Linked DNA regions of Urocitellus parryii: region 1 is linked to region 2. Evidence: chromatin contacts called from public Hi-C data. All regions are on one chromosome and are shown on one strand. The core of a region is the stretch at or near the end of the contact, and the rest is flanking DNA. Distances in the headings are between cores, read along the strand shown.

Region 1 (4,772 bases), core at 1,537-4,036, 160 kb before region 2:
CCAGCATCATCCTAGCTTACCTTGACAGTGGGATAGGTTTTCCGTCCCTTCTCACTTGAGGCACCAGGCAGGCCTCCATGAGAAGGACCTTCACAGCCATATCGAAATCGGAAGCCACGCTGAAAGTCCAGAGTGACATTGTAATCAGGAGAGACCATCCTAGGTAGCCATACCTTTGGCCAGCAGTGACCATAATAATCAGTTATGTCTACCCTGAACCAGAAGCACCCCCACTGTGATCAACAGCAACCACCATCCAAACCACAATGGCTTCCTTGGACACTGATCCCTGGGCCCCAAGTCCACCCACCTATAGCTACCCCATTTGCCCCCAAGTTGAAGCCATCCCACACCATCCTTTTTGCTCACTCACTTGCTTAGGCTGTTCCACAATCACCAGGTAGGGGCCATCAGCTGGGGACAGAGGGACCTTGTTAAACTAGGATCTTCTAGCATGTTATCCAGGCAGAGGGCACATGCTCTTCCTTCTCCTCCCTCTAACACAAGGGGAGGTTAGCTGACTTACTAACCTGTCTCGGGGACTGGCTCCTTGGGTTCCACAACGGAGGGACTGAATTTGAAATCATCATATTCAGCAATACCATCCAGACCCTGGTTTGGAGACAGATTGGAAATGGCTGATTTTGCTCCATCCCAGAACCCTCCCACCTCCCAGCTTCAAACCTAAGCAGCTTGCAGACAGGTGATCAGACTGACAAGCGAGCTGAGGACACACAAACGTAAGGGAACTGAGCGGCTCCCGCAGAAAGAAAGACACTGGGGGCACCGGCTGCCTTCAGGGCCAGGCAGCGTGACTCACTGGGTCGTAGCAACTGTCCATGTCTCTGGGCTAGGCCCGGCTCTGTCTGGTGGCTTCGGCCCCTGGTTCTGCTTCTCAGAGTTTTAGGCTCCCGCCTAAGGTGTGTGTGTGTGGGGGGGTGACGGGGGGGTGGCGGGTAGGGAATAAATCAGGATAGGGGTGGGAGGAAAAGGGGTGCCCAGATTTGGGGGAGGGTCCGATCTCCTCGGGTCGCCTGTCCGGGTGTGGCGGGTAAGATCCGGTGGAGAGCGAGATCCGGAGCTGGGCTGGGCCAGGGAAGGGGCAGAAAGTTAGAGCAGTTTAGGAAAGTCCCGAAAATACCAGAGGAGGCGGGGCCGGAGGGGGCGGGCCTGGAAATGACGCCAATGGTCCCGCCCCCGGGGCGGGAGGGGCTGGAGGCTCTCACAGGCTGTGGGCACCGACTGCCTGTCCACCCGCAAAGGGCACGGAATCCGGGCAACCCCTGATGGGGGTTAGGTCTCCTCCTCCCTCCAGTGCAGGCGCCGCGGACAGAAGGTCTTTCGCGGCCCGAGAGGCTCAGTCTGAGTCCGGGCCCGCCCCACCCCGTCCCGCGCTCCTCTGGCTTGGAGTAACCTTGGGATTTTCTGCCAGGAGGGAGGCCACGGCTGATTCACCCCAGGGGCTTTTGGGGGGACATTCCTGCTGTCGGAAGGCCTCCTCTTCGAATGACCTGTAGGCGGGGGTTCTTCCCAGTTGGGGGCCCTAGGGTACTGCCCCGAGAACGTGACTCTGGGCTGCAGGGTATGGGAAAGGTGTCTCCTTGGGATAGGTTTCTCTCCCTCTCCGCGAATGTCTCAGCTGCCTAGATTCCCAAGCTGCACCTGTTCCTGGTGCCCAGGCCGATCCCTGCACATCTCCGACCCCAGCACAGCCATATGGACTACATGTATGTGTCTCCATCACAGGGATACAAGTGTGTTTCGGCCCAAATGCTCAGATTCATATTATGTGCAGGGTGTCAACATGCATGTACAAGTGAGCATATCTAAACAGGTGAGTTCCTGAGCTTCTCAGTGTAGGTAAATGTCAGTGCATGGCTAGATGTGTAAGATACGGATGACATGTTTAGGAGGTTGTGAATGAAGGGTGTGTCCAGGCATTGGTGCACAGGTGAGCATGTATGCTTGTGCATGTGTGCGCGAGTTCGACTGTAAAGACACTGCTGTATTCGTGCCTGCACAAGTGCAAGAGTACGTACCGGTCTGCGTATGTTTGAACAAGGATGTCGACGTGTACCTGTGCGTTTTGTTTGCGTCGGCGCTTTCTGGATGCTTGCGTCTGCTGCTCTCCAGATCTGGGACTCGGTCACCTAACGGCCTGCCCTCCTGCCTCCTCCCACAGGCCCCCCACCCCGGTATCCTAGCTACCCAAGGGTCTTAACCCGGCCACTCACCGTGGCGACGACTCTGGTTCCGGCTACTATTAGCGTCCGACCCGCCTCGGACGGGTGGAGACACTACTCCAGTTACCAGGACACCAACGGGGAAAGCCCCTTTTCCGCCCCCCGGAGGGGGGAATTCCCGTGACGTTTCCGTGCGTCACGCCTCTAGCACCTTTTCATTGGCTGAAAGTTTTAACTCCGGGACTCGCGCAGCCAACCAAGATCGACTCAGGCGCGCCTCTCAGAGCGGAAAGGTTTGGGCTGGGCGGGGAGTAGGGGTGACTGCCCACCTGGTGCAAGCTCTGGCCGGAGGGCTAGCCCCTGCCAGGACCGGTGACCTAGCACCTCTCCCAGCCGAGGGCTACGGGGCTCGGTTCTCTTCACCCGCCCAGGCTTGCCCTAGACAGCTGAGAGTCCCGGCTGGTACTGGGCTTTTGCTACTCTTAACGCGTGGCTACCTCCGAAGCTGGGGAACCCCGAGGGGAAGCCGGCTGGTCCCAACCCTCCGGTCCCGCGCCCCGAGCCGGGCCGACTGCTGGGAAGTTAGGGGAAGAGGAAGGAAGTTGACTTTGTGGTCAGACCCAGGGCGCCATCTGGCGGCCTCTCTGGAGTCACTAGGAGACTTTGTACAGGGCCCGAAGGCTCCTCCTCTAATCCTCTAAAGGCACGCCTGTAATCCCAGCTGCTGGAGAGGCTGAGACATTCTGTCGTAAGGAGGGAGACTGAGCCCGAAATTTAAATCTACGTGGCAGATCCATAGTGGACCAGGTTTTCACTCTGACCTGTTCGATAACTCTGCGCTGGGAGAGAGATAGGAAGTTTTTACCTAGGAGACCCAGGCCTCTTTCATCCACCACACAGATCAATAATATTAGAATTGAACCGGCCCGGTTGCGCACGCCTGTAATCCCAGGGGCTCAGGAGGCTGAGACAGGAGGATTTCGAGTTCAAAGCCAGCCTCAGCAAAAATGAGGCGCTAAGCAACTCAGTGAGACCCTGTCTCTAAATAAAATATTTTTAAAAAAGGGCTGGGGGCGCTGGGTTGTGGCTCAGCAGTAGAGCGCTCGCCAGCACATGCGAGGCCCTGGGTTCGATCCTCAGCACCACATAAATAAGTAGATTAAAGCTATTGTGTCCAACTACAACTAAAAAATAAATATTTGTTTTTAAAAGGGCTGGAGATGGGGCTGGGGATGTAGCTCAAGCGGTAGCGCACTCGCCTGGCGTGTGCGGGGCGCTAAATTTGATCCTATAAAATTAAGATGTGTCGGGCTGGGGATGTGGCTCAGTGGTCGAATGCCCCTGAATTCACTCCCTGGTACAAAAATAAATAAACAAACAAACAAACAAACAAACAAACAAATAAATAGGGCTGGGGATGTGGCTCAGGCGGTAGCCCGCTCGCCTGGCATGCCTGCGGCCCGGGTTCCATCCTCGGTACCACATACAAACAAAGATGTTGTGTCCGCCAAAAACTAAAAAATAAATATTAAAAAAAAATTCTCTCTCTCTCTCTCTCTTTAAAAAAATATAAATAAATAAATTAAAAATAAATTAAAATTGAAAAAATAGCCCAAATCTAAATAGTTCAATCCCATCTCTGATGTAGAAAATGACCTCTTGTATACTTTTTAACTTCCACTTGAACACATCTAACAGCAGAAAGATCACAACAGGAATTCACTAAGTCCCACTCAGGGCTGGACCTCTCTGGTTGTTTCTTAAAGAGTTTCTTCTCTTTAGAAGGTGCCTTAAATTATCTTCATTTCTACAGTAGTCAGTCCTCTCTTAAACTTGTAATGGAATAATGGACAATTTCTGGGCCCTCTTGCTGTCCCTAATTTCTGCAACATGTCTCTGACCTTTTTTGGGGGTGGGGGGCGGTACTGGGGATTGAAATCAAGGGCACTAGACCACTGAGTCACCTGCCAGCCCTATTTTTTATTTTAGTTAAGAGATAGTGTCTCATTGAGTTGCTTAGTACTTGGCTTTTGCTGAGGCTGTCTTTGAATTAGAGATCCTCCTGTCTCAACCTCCCAAGTCACTGGGATTACAGGTGTGCCACCAGCTATTTCTGACCTTCTTAAGGATGCAATTTACTGGCTTGGCACAAAGAGGTTCTTGATTATGGTTCTTGATTTGGGCTCTTCATTTCCTATTACTTTTCTTCCTCTTCATCTTGACAGCGAATATAATGTTAGAGTACATTAGTGTAAGCTCTTATTCTTCCCTCCCAATATAGCATGAAAATACACAGATTGGGTATCCCTTATATAAAAATGCTTGAGGGCTGGGGATGTGGCTCAAGCGGTAGCGCGCTTGCCTGGGATGCGTGCGACCCGGGTTCGATCCTCAGCACCACATACCAACAAAGATGTTGTGTCCGCCGAGAACTAAAAAATAAATATTAAAAAATTTCTCTCTCTCTCTCTCTCCTCTCTCACTCTCTCTTAAAAAAAAAAATGCTTGAAACCAGAAGTGTTTCAGAGCATCCCCTAATCTCAAAATCTGAACTGCTCCAAAATCTTAAATTATTGTCAATTTCAGATC
Region 2 (4,828 bases), core at 1,464-3,963:
CCTTTTGGAAGAGGAAATCTGAGGCACTTTCTCTCCAATCTTTCACTGACTTTTGGCCATGGCTTTGACCTTGGGCCTGAAGTAGGTTTGTCGGAAGAAGTGGGCAAAGATGATGAAATAGGTGGCATACAAGACAAAGGACCAGGCGAATTCTTCCACTGTGATGTAGCACCCTTGTTCCTGCCTCCAGATGAAAGGCAGGATGCCAATGATGGCTCCTATAAACATCTGCAGGATCTGCAGGCTGGTGATGAGCATTGAAAGCATCCTGGGGCACTTCACTTTGGCAGCCTTCAGAGTGTAATAAGTGTACATAATGGCATGTACACCGAAGTTCATGGTCATGAACCAACCACCTGAAGGTACTTTGTTCTTGTATACAAAGCTTGTGAATAGTAGCACTGTGCTGTGGTGGTACCAGTGCACAAAGATGAGTGGTCGCTTGCGCAGGATGATGAAGGCTGTGTCTCCTGGGAGATAAGAAGTCATAGCTGGCAAACCTTCCAGTGCTGGGACCATCCTCTACATTGGGTGTAGGGGCCCAGGAGGAATTCTCAGGGTGGGGAGGAGTTTTCGTGGCAGAGAACCTGAAGAAGGGCTTAGGTAACATGTGTTGTTAGGACCTAGGGGTGGGGAAGGTATTCTCCATATGATGAGTGAGGGGAGGGCTCTGAGGAAGGGTGCGATTCACTGGGCACCAGAGAGACAAAGTCTTGTCACTCACCAAGTTCAATGATCTTGCTGAGAAGAAAGACACAGGACCAGAATCTGATTGTGGCATTTTCAGCGTAGCTGGTGAAGCACATAGTTTGCTTCAGGCCCCCCCTAAGTAGCACAGTCCCCATAAAGCCCCATGTTCTCACTGCCCCCAGGATACTGAAATGGAACAGAGAAAGAGAGTGTAAGGCATCAATCCACCCTTTCCCCTAGCTTGACAAGGTCACTAAGTCTTGTGCTCCATCACCTCCTTACCCTTGCAGGGGGAATAGATCACAGATTCTGAGATCCTGGAGCCAATTTGATAGATTCATCCAGTATTCCACAGGAAATGAGGGTTGGAAAATACCAGGGAATGTGAAGGGAGCTGAGACTGAAAGTAGAGTTAGTGTTCTTGGGATGGGGTGGAAGCCTAAGAAGTGAGTAGCAGTTTGGGGAAAATCAAAGGATTTAGGGGAAGAAAACATGGGAAGGAAGGACTGGGACAGTATTGGAAGAGGGTGTTAGTTGCTGACAGTATTAGAGGCTGGAGAAATATTTTTGGTACAAATTTTTTTTTGGTACAGGTAATTGAACTGAGGGGTGCTTAGCCACTGAGGTACATCCCAGACCTTTTTATTTTTCATCTTGAGAGAAGATTTCGCTAAGTTGCTTAGGGCCTCAATAAGTTGCCAAGGCTGGCTTTGAACATGTGATTCTTCTGCCTCTGCCTCCTAAATCTTTGGGATTACAGGCATGTGTCACTATGCCCTGCTAAGGCTAGAGAGATTTGGAAGTACAGATTCCATGAGTGCAAAAGGGATGGAGCAGAAATTGCCAGGTTGGGGTCTAGAAAAGAAGGAAAAGAGGGCATATAGAAGAAGGTAAAAGTTGGGAGTCAATAAAACTGAGTTTCTGGAAAGTTTTAAGGGATGAAATGGAGGTCTAAATACTAGGTAGGAGGAGGGACTACCTTACCTGAAGATTGCAAGGCAGAAGGACCAGAGGATGAGAGGTCCCTGCAGGTTGAAGCCTTTCCGATCCTTCATGTAGTTCTGCCCCACAACAATGAGCAGCAGGTATATCAGAACTATGAAGAATGAGGTTGTCCTGGCAGGCAGAAGGCAGAGATGGGCTAAAAGGTGGCTGTTGGTCAGAGAAATGCCCACTCATCTCTCCAGGTTAATGTCTAGATTAGAGTTCCAACTCTGCCACTTACTAGCCATGTGATATTTTGGTTTTCTTATTTGTAAAGGTGGTGGGAGGGAGGTCCTCTCCTAACCATGTTAATTATAACACAGGGTAGAGACTATATCCAAGGTGATTATTGCATTCTTTATTAGGCTGGAGACTGATGACCATTGGCCCATGACCCAGGGCTGTGGTGTAAGAATGTGGCAATAGCTTCTGCATTGGTTGGTTTGTGGCAAATTGGCTTGAGCACAAAGTCAGCCCAAAGACACCTCTGGGGTAGCTTTAGGGCTAAGCCAGAGAGCCCGGGGAAAGCTTGGAAGAACTCCCTGGTTTTGCTTCAGTCTCCACAGAAAAGATGATGGGGCTTTTAGGGAGCATGATAATTAAGTAGAGCAGGTTGGAGGGGTTCTAATCAACCTCATTCTTCAACTACCCGTTCTCTCTACACTCTTTCTTTGGCTTCTGTCTCCTCCCACACCCTGCTCCCCATACTCATTTCTGCATCCTTTCTTCTAGCTCTTATCTCTTCGAGGTGCCACACTACCTGCATCTTGGACAACGATGGGTTGGAGCTAGTATGAGGGATCCTATAACTTTGCTCTTTAAGAAAATCATTGCTGGCCTTCAGCCTACCCCTCGCCCGGACCCTCGCCGGGACCAAACAGTAGGGTCTGCCCACCGCACACACACACATCTGGCCCTTCCCCATTCCCAGGTCTCACCAGTATTCTTCTAAAAAGGGTCTTAAATCCTGGAACGTCTCGAAGTTATAGGGCTGGAACAGTTGCTCCATTTCGTGCGAAACATTCATAGCTGTGACCATTTGGTTCTGCAGGCGTCCAGGTCCAGGGCTTGGAGGGCTGATAAAGAGACTGCGGGGCCGAGGACAAAATGAACCTCAGAGAGGGACAGAACGCAGCCAGGACAGAAAGAAAATTCCTGGGAGAGGCAGGAGGGGCTCGGAACCGGGTGGGAGCTACAGTCCAGCCGGCTCTCGCCGCCGCCGCCGCCGCCGCCGCCGTCGTATATAACGCGAATTGCTGAACTGCGGGCCTGACTGTGCTCGGCCTCCTCCCCGCGCTCAGCCGTTATCCAATCTTGGCCGAGATACACCCTGGTCCCGCCTCTGGGCCGCACCCTTCCCTGCATCCATCATCCCTGAGGGCCCCGCCCCTAGGCGCCGGCCTTGCTCCGCGAGGCTCTTGTGAGCCCTGGCCCCGCCCACTTTGCCACCCTTTTCTCCATCATCACTTCCACTGCACCTGCTTGGCTCATCCTCCACGGCCTCTCAGAGAACTCAGCCCTGCCGGCCGTAACCTTTGACTCAGCTTGCTTTAATCTTAACCTTCTTGGCAGTGAGAATAAAGTGGAGGTGTCCTTGGCCATGGTGCCCTCACCCAGAGATGGGGGAGGCAGTTTCCAGGATCCTTGAGATAATGGGGAAAATAGGCGGGGGATGAGGAAGAACTAGGTTGGGCAATGAAGAGTTCCTGTAGTCCCTTCTGCCTCCGAGCTTTGGATCTCTGGTTGTGGGTGGAGGGAGATGAACTTTAATCAATTTCATTATTGAGGTTGTTGATATTGACGTTTGAGGAGGCCGTTGTTGAAGCTGTTGTGGTTTCTTTATAGTTTCCTGAATTCCTGAACTGCTCCTGACACCCAGTAATAACCTTGCAGAGGAAATGGGGTCACCCCCTGGGCTTCTGAAATTATTGTGTTTGGGTTTCCCAAAGGTCTCCTAGGGTTCAAGGAACCAGAGATCTAGTGCATTTCCCCAAGGCCTGCTGTTTTCTCTCTTCAGTCTGTGCTTGTCTAATAAAATCTAATTCTTTTCCCCCTATGTGCCCAGTCCAAAAGAAAGAAATGTTTTAAAACTTTTAAGACTTTACCTGGCTATTCCTTATTTCTCTCCTACACTTTATGAAAACAAAAGAGAACTACAAGACTTGAGGCAGTTAGAGATAAGATGGAAATTTGCAAGATAAGTGCTAAGAAAAATAAATACAAAATAGTTAAAATCAAGATATGTAAATAAGCAACTATGTACAGTAAAGCCCAAAGACTCTGGAACCATGGGAGCCAGGTAGAGATCTAATTCCACTTCCCTATCTATGGAAGGGTAGAGTAGAAAATTCTGTCCATGCCATTTAATTGACCCAAATGTACATTCCTTTCTCTCTGCAACTCATCCCCTTTAACCTGATTACTGCAACCACCAGTGTAGTTACCTTAACTGGCTGTACCACTGCCTTCTTTAATACAGTGCTTCTCTTTTTATTGCACTGAAATCAGAAAAAAAAAAGTTCCCAAACCCAGCTGATTACCAGATTCCTGAGCCCCTACCCAAGAAATTCTGACTCCATAGATAATCCCAGACAATACTTTGATAACCAACACTTTCTGTCCTATTATCCAGAAAATGATTGACTAAAACCTAAACTAGGTCATGCTGCTTTCCAGTGGCTTCAGTGGCTCCTGATTGCACCATTGATTAATTGTTTTGTATTGCTATAACAAAATGCCTGAGGCTGGGTACTTGATAAATGAAAAACAACCAAGATCTGACAGCCATGCCAGAGGTTATTCTGGCTGCGCCATAACACGGTGAATGGCATCTCATGATAGGGGCACATCTGAGAGTGACCACATAGTGAGAGAAGAAGCAAAAGAATGCGGAGGGGCCAGGCTCACTCTTTTATAACAATCAACTCTTGTGGGAACTAACCAAGCTCTGCAAGAACTACATTAATCTCTATCAAGGGCCCCCATGATCTAATCATCTCTTAAAGACCCCCACCACCTCAATACCATTACATGGGGATACCATGCTCCTAGCAAATGAATTTCTGGAAGATACACTCAACAATATTCAAACCATAATAACAGTCTACTTGTTATGAGATCTGAGTTCAAGTCCCAGTGCTACCATTAACTATTG

What was found. Hi-C and Micro-C count contacts between places; a contact is called where the count stands out from the background.
Region 1: a Hi-C map of liver shows a contact between it and region 2, with 4 times the contacts expected there. The contact joins the promoter of Nfkb2 here to the promoter of Elovl3 in region 2. A contact is called at or near these places in 2 of 2 Hi-C or Micro-C datasets (liver and muscle).

The regions. Positions count from the first base shown.
Region 1 is chr5:186,150,140-186,154,911 of mUroPar1.hap1, reverse strand. Nfkb2 (nuclear factor kappa B subunit 2) reads right to left here and starts at 2,786. Exons shown (of 23, transcript XM_026401124.2): 1 at 2,235-2,786; 2 at 821-1,086; 3 at 531-612; 4 at 374-414; 5 at 21-119. The coding sequence starts at 841.
Region 2 is chr5:185,994,951-185,999,778 of mUroPar1.hap1, reverse strand. Elovl3 (ELOVL fatty acid elongase 3) reads right to left here and starts at 2,713. Exons shown (of 4, transcript XM_026401181.2): 1 at 2,613-2,713; 2 at 1,675-1,806; 3 at 725-876; 4 at 1-470. The coding sequence starts at 2,713. The coding sequence ends at 43.